Regions from separate parts of the Danio rerio genome. Here region 2 is linked to region 1. The links are chromatin contacts, called in public HiChIP or PLAC-seq maps. All regions are on one chromosome and are shown on one strand. Each heading gives the region's core, a stretch centred on a gene start, on an enhancer-like site or on the middle of the called end of the contact. The rest is flanking DNA. Distances are from core to core; before and after follow the strand shown.

Region 1 (3,396 bases), core at 697-3,196:
TGTCAAATCGTTCTGAGAACACTTATGGTATGGTTACGGTTGTTTCTCCACTGAGGACTCCGGGAGAGAACTTAACCAACAGCTATGCACTGCTGAAAGACTTTTTTTTCTGCTGTGCATCGAATAAAAACACGCTTAACATTATTGATGTTCACAATCCTATAGCTACATACTATATCCACGAAACACTAACTTGCAGACTCTTTGAACAACGAGGAAATAACTGCACCTCAGTCAAGCCAGACGTCTTGTTTTGTAATAATGCCGGCTATACCACCCGAAGGACGGTTAAGGCGTTGAGTTGTCGGCCGTCACCAGAGAAAGTCTAATCTTTCATTACTTTATTGGTGTTGTGTTTGAAAGCACTGTAGCTGCCAAGATACTGTTGTATGAGTTAAATCAGGGGTTTTCAAAGTCTAAGACAGTGGGCCTCCCTTTTGACACAACTTATCCATTGGCGCCCCCAACACACACACACACACACACACACACACACACACATATATATATATATATATATATATATATATATATATATATATATATATATATATATATAGTGCACATGCCCTTTTTAGTCCTGGATAGAAAGTGCCCTTCCAAAATGATCAAAAGTGCCCCCGCGACGCGGCACACCCCGGTCCCGCCCTTCAGTAGGCCCGCGACAACACCGCTCTTGAGCACGCGCGCGTCAACACAGCTGATCAGAACCCACGCGACAGACCCCCCCCCCCCCTGTATTGGCAGGCTTGCCAAACAGAAGCGAATTCACAGCTATGGCCTTCTGGGTAAAAAAGGTACTTATTTTTGACGTATTATTTTTTTTTAGCTTTGCTTAATTAAAACGTTTAAATATAATAAAAAATACATATAATAATTAAACTTAATAATTATATTTTCATTATATATTTTTCACGCGCCTCCCCTGACATGCTCTGGCGCCCCCCAGGGGAGGCGCGCCTCACACTTTGAAAACCCCTGAGTTAAATTATAGCCTATATTTGCACCAATAAACAGTTCAAATTAATGAATAAATAAAATAAATATGGATTCTTAAATGTCGGTATAGTTTTTACTAAAAAAAAAGAAAAAATGTTTTATAAAAATAAAATGAGTAATTTTCACGATTCAGTTAAATATAATTTGGACATGTATGGGGGCATGTGACATGTTTCTGTGTTTGTTTTTCCTCAGTGATCTTTAATAGCCTACACACTGGGTAGCTACGCAAAATATTTTCTAAAAAGTCAATTTTGTCTATAGCTTTAATTATGAAGACGATAAAATGTTAAAACTAACAAAAATAAAATAATAAAAATGCAAAAATAAAAAGAGCAGAATTTTGCTAAATTATAAAAAAATATTCGTTTTTATTTTACTTGATGCATTCGTTATTTAATGTTTGAATACTGAAAAAACAGCCATCGGAAGGGGGCGGGGCGGGGCTGGATTTGTGCGTACCTTGGAATGAAATCCTGCAGACGCCTCTGTTTACCATTAGACACTGGTTATATTCACACAACTGTGCTTGAACCCCTTATAAAAGTGACTTTTGCTAAATAGGCCCCCTTAAGAAGGATTCTGTTATCATTTACTCCCCCTTTCCTTGTTCTAAAACTTCATGAGTTTCTATAGTCTGATGAACACAAAAGAAGATAGTTTGAAGAAAGCTTCCATCGCATTTGTTTTTCCTACTATGGAAGTTAACGGTTACAGATTTCCAGCAGTTGGAAACACTTGAAGGAGAGTACATTTTAATTTTGGGTCGAACAATCCCTTTAACGAAGGAAAAAATAGGCTACAGCACAGCATATATCCATTCGACATGGCATTCCTTATAAACACCTCGTCTCTTTAAACTCCATTTCCCACAATCCTCGGTTGCCACGTGCGCGTGTCCTGTCAGCAAACCGGACTAAACGTCACATTCCTGCATTCTCATCCCTGCGAGTTGAGTCTGTGTGTATGCGTCTGTGTGTGAGGGACGCAGGCTAATCTCTCCCTCCCGGACGCCTCTCTGTCCGCGGGAAACACTCATGAACGGGCGGATTTAACCCCGCAGGACTCCCGGCGATCCCCGCAGGCCCGACCGCAGATCTCCGGTGAGTACGGGCCGGTTGATAGGGTGTGTTTACTGACTGCGGCCGGATGGACACGCTGAACACTGAACACACTCGTGTGATCCGCAACTTTGTATCTTCTTTTGTTGTTCGATGCGTTCTATCTGTGTGATGTGTCGGCGCTTTGATCAGATGACGCTCTGATTGACAGCTCAGATTCCGTCTGGTTTTTTGTTTCACTGCGGAAAGCAAAATAGGGAACAGACACAATGCTGCTGTGTTTTTGTGGAGAATCCTCTGTGAATGTGTGACTAGTAGTAAGTGGTCTGGGATGCGTTGGTGTTTCTAAATGAATAAATATCCTCTTGATGAGTTAATTGCAGTCTCATGCAGAGCTGTGTTCTTGCTGACCGCTACTGGACACTGTATTACCGGTCTGATATCATATCGATCTCCGCTGGTTGCATCAGACTCGGGCAAGGCCATAAACACACTCGCATACAAACACAGATGTCTGTATGCAGTTATAGAGCTCTGGTCTTCTTCCTCTGCTGCTTCATTGAGCTAAAATTGGTTTTATATGTGCACATTCGTTCATTTTTGAACAGTGACAAATTGTGAGACGGTCGCTATATTGTTTACCACGCTACGTTGGGTATTGGGTAAACTCGCATGTAAGTGTTACTTCGAAAACAACATCAGCACTATTTCATTAATTGAACAAAGTCTTGAGGTAAACTTGGTTTTATATTCAATATTAAGTCTGAAATTGCATCAATTGTGACTTCAAAACAACATTAGCACTAATTCCTTGACTGTGAACAATGTAGTGAGGTAAAGGTAAATTTATATTCGTTTATTAAACTGTCCCTATATTGTTTGCCATCCTACTTTGAATATTCGGTATGGTTTAGCATATAGATATGACTTCAAAACAACATTAATTTAAATGACTGTGATCAATGTATTGAGGTAAAGTTAGTTTTATGTTTGATATTGAGTCTGAAATTGCATCAAATGTGATTTCAAAACAACATTAGCACTATTTAACTGACTGTGAACGGTGTATCGAGGTAAAGTTAGTTTTATATTCGTTCATTTAACAATCCCTATATTGTTTTCCATGCTACTTTGAATATTGAGTCTGAAGTAGCATGTAGGTGTGACTTCAAAACAACATTAGCACTATTTAATTGGCTGTGAACAATGTATTGAGGTAAAGGTGGTTTTATATTTGTTTATTTAACTGTCCCTATATTGTTTGCCATCCTACTTTGAATATTCGGTAAGAATTAGCATGTAGACATGACTTCAAAACAACATTCATTTAAATGAC
Region 2 (3,312 bases), core at 653-3,152, 430 kb after region 1:
ACATATTCATGACTTAACGTTTCATGTGAGGTATACATGGTAAATAATAAGAAAAACAATGATGTTCAAATTTATTACAGCATATCATAAAACATGCAACAATCTATTTTGTTTACATTTGTTTTTATATCCATGTAAATTGATTTTGCTAATGTTTACACAGAACTAATAATGTGGGAGCATGTTTTTGGCCAAGGACAGAAGAGAAGACAACTAACCTACATTCAAGTTAGGGCTGCACAATATATAATTTCAGCATCGAGATCGCAACGTTTGCATCCGCAATAGTCACATCGCAGGATATGCAATGTTGGCATTACAATTTAATATAAAGTTTATTCATAATGGAGTAAAAGTTTATCATCTGCAAGCATTTTTAAAGAGATAGTTCACCCAAAAATTACTAACCATTTTCATTACACCCTTCATTTGTTTCAAACATTCTTTTTTTTTTTTTTATGAACACAAAAAGAATATAATTTACTAACTCCTACACTATCTAAACAAGTGAAGTGTGAGTAAATAAAGAGTACATTTTAATCTTTGTGTAAACTGTCCCTTTCAGGCCTGTAACTGTGTACACTTCAATATTTCAGAGTTTAAAACATTCGCCCACAAGAAATGTTTAGTAACTTTAATAAAGATTAAACAAAATATACAGTGAAGACTATGCAGTGTTGATTATTCAATATCTGTACCTGAGGAGTGAATAACTAAAAACTATAATTCACTTTTATCTTTACTATATTTTATTTGATCTATCCTTGTCATTAATGTGTATATATTATTCCAGATTCACTCCTCTACAAAATCCAAACATTTTCCAAAACATTTTTGTTTTATTAGTTTTTCCAAAACTTTTCCAGGCCTGGTAAATGCTTTTTCATAAATGTATGACTTTTCCAGCACCTTGTGAACCCTGAATACGAGTCTTCTCATCTTTGACACATAAACATACATCCATGCAAATATTATATGCAAATATGATCTCTTGTTTCTTGTTTAATTTTTAGTAAACGTCCTATGAAAAAGGCTTCTCATTTCATTATTAGGTTAGATACTGTGTAAATACTAATACTAATTACTGATTAGTAATATACTAATTATTTCAATATTCAATGCAATGCAATTATCTACATTACAGGTGATTTTAGGTAATTTTAGGTAAATACAGCAACTAATGAACGACTTACAATATACAGGTAAATGATTTACATATTCAAATTCTGATAATCTTCCAATGTTTAGACTGTATTTCTGTTGTACAGAGAGTAATGTAAACACTGCAATAGCCATTATTACTGAACTATCCAAACAACAGCAGTCTAATCAACACAGACTACATATGATTTAACACGCTGTAATTAAGACTGCTCAATAATGTACAATTCAAAACTTCCTGTAAGTATTTAATTCATTTACTTTGACACATTTAGCTTTCCTCTGTTGTCTTTCTGTCAAATAACACTCTTCACGGCTTTTACGCTCAACGCAGACGAAAATACCAGAATGTGGTTAAATATTCATTTTATATGGCTACATCTTGGTGCTTCACTGTTTATGTATAAGTTAATAAGTGTCCAGGGAGCAGAAACACACTTAGCAAAAATTAGCCTGCAGACTCTAGTGAATGGAGAAACCCATTATAAACGCGTTAGCTTACATGCTAACATGCTAGTAGGCTAGCGGCAAGATTAACTTACCTGTTAAATTTCAGAGCTGACAGCGCCTTAGAAAAGCCCCTCTCGTTCCGTAACACAGGCTCCTTTGTATCTTCGGACTAGTACGAGTAAATGAGTTGTATGTAGTGATGTTAAATATCCAGTAAAGTGTGTTTAACAGTGTAAGTTGCTGTGCTGTATACGTCTCCACGTCGCCAATGACGCTCGTGACATCCCACCTCGCCGAGCACGCGCAGAAGAATGAGCCAATCACATGGAAAACCCGCCTCTTGAATATTAATGATTATGCTAAAGTGAGAAGGTAGGTGCAAACTTATTAATATTCAATAACTTGACGTTTCAAGTTTATAAATACGCTTCTGGGAAATATTTATAACTTATTGAGGTCTGCTGAAAATACGTAAGAAATATTAAAATGTATTAAATCTTCAAATAATTAACAAAAAAAGACATATATAATATAATATAATATAATATAATATAATATAATATAATATAATATAATATAATATAATATAAAACTGTTCACTGTGTAAAACATATGCTGGATAAGTTGGCGGTTCACTCCACTGTGGTGACCCCCTTAATAGAGGGGCCAACCCAAATAGAAAATATAGAAAATGAATGAATGAATGAATAATACAATACAATATAGCGTGACACGGTGGCTCAGGGGTTAGCACTGTTGCCGCACAGCAAGAAGGTCGCTGGTTCGAGTCCCGACTGGGTAAGCATTTCTGTGTAGAGTTTGCATGTTCTCCCCGTGTTGGCGTGGGTTTCCTCCGGGTGCTCTGTTTTTCCAAACACATGCACTATAGGGAAATTTGGGTAAGCTAAATAGGTCGTGTGAGTGTTTATGGTGTTTATTGGCGGTTGATTCCGCTGTGGAATAAAGAGAGAGAACTAAGCCTAAGGAAAATGAATGAATAACATAGCCTAATATAATATAATATTTATTCATTCATTCATTCATTTTTATTTTCGGCTTAGTCGCTTTATTAATTAAGGAAACTTCCAATTATACGATGCATATAGGATATTGCATATTTTTGTTCACTGCAGTTTATTTGTGTAGTTGCGATCTGTTTGGTCCATGCTCTTTCTGAAGGTTTTGTTTTATTCCACTAGGTGGCAGTAAAGTATTTTGTATTTTGTTTTGAACAAAATGATACCGTCACTATGACAAGGTAATATTATTAGCGTCATTATTGTTGTTGGATAGATATATACATTTCAATTAAAAATTACTAAATAAAAACGTCAGCAATTACCATAAATCATGTTTTGTTTTTCCCGTTATTGTACTCTTTAATTCCCCGAATAAGGGATCAGAAAACCACTGAAATGGAGTCATCTACTTCTGCAAATGAACTCTTCATATATTTTGATCATTCTTCATCACCTAATTTAGATCAGCAGTTATGGCTGCACAATGTTAACTTTCAGCATGCACATGTAACATTTTCAGTCATGAACTGTCACCAAAGAAAAGAAATGAGATGTTAGAAACAAGTTATTAAAACTGTTATGCTGTAAAATATATCTTCTCTCCGTTAATCCACCCTTTACTAAACTATTTCTTTAAACTTTGAAATGAATGAATAAATTAAACAATTAACTCTTTCAAATT

Evidence for each region. HiChIP or PLAC-seq counts read pairs in DNA pulled down with a chosen protein or histone mark.
Region 2: a contact with region 1 is called in an H3K4me3 HiChIP or PLAC-seq map of embryo, with 7 times the contacts expected there. The contact joins the promoter of dym here to the promoter of ctif in region 1.

What each region holds. Positions count from the first base shown.
Region 1 is chr21:3,963,748-3,967,143 of GRCz12tu, forward strand. It overlaps ctif (CBP80/20-dependent translation initiation factor), which reads left to right and starts at 1,947. Exons shown (of 13, transcript XM_073935696.1): 1 at 1,947-2,102.
Region 2 is chr21:4,396,992-4,400,303 of GRCz12tu, forward strand. It overlaps dym (dymeclin), which reads right to left and starts at 1,903. Exons shown (of 18, transcript XR_012397079.1): 1 at 1,704-1,903.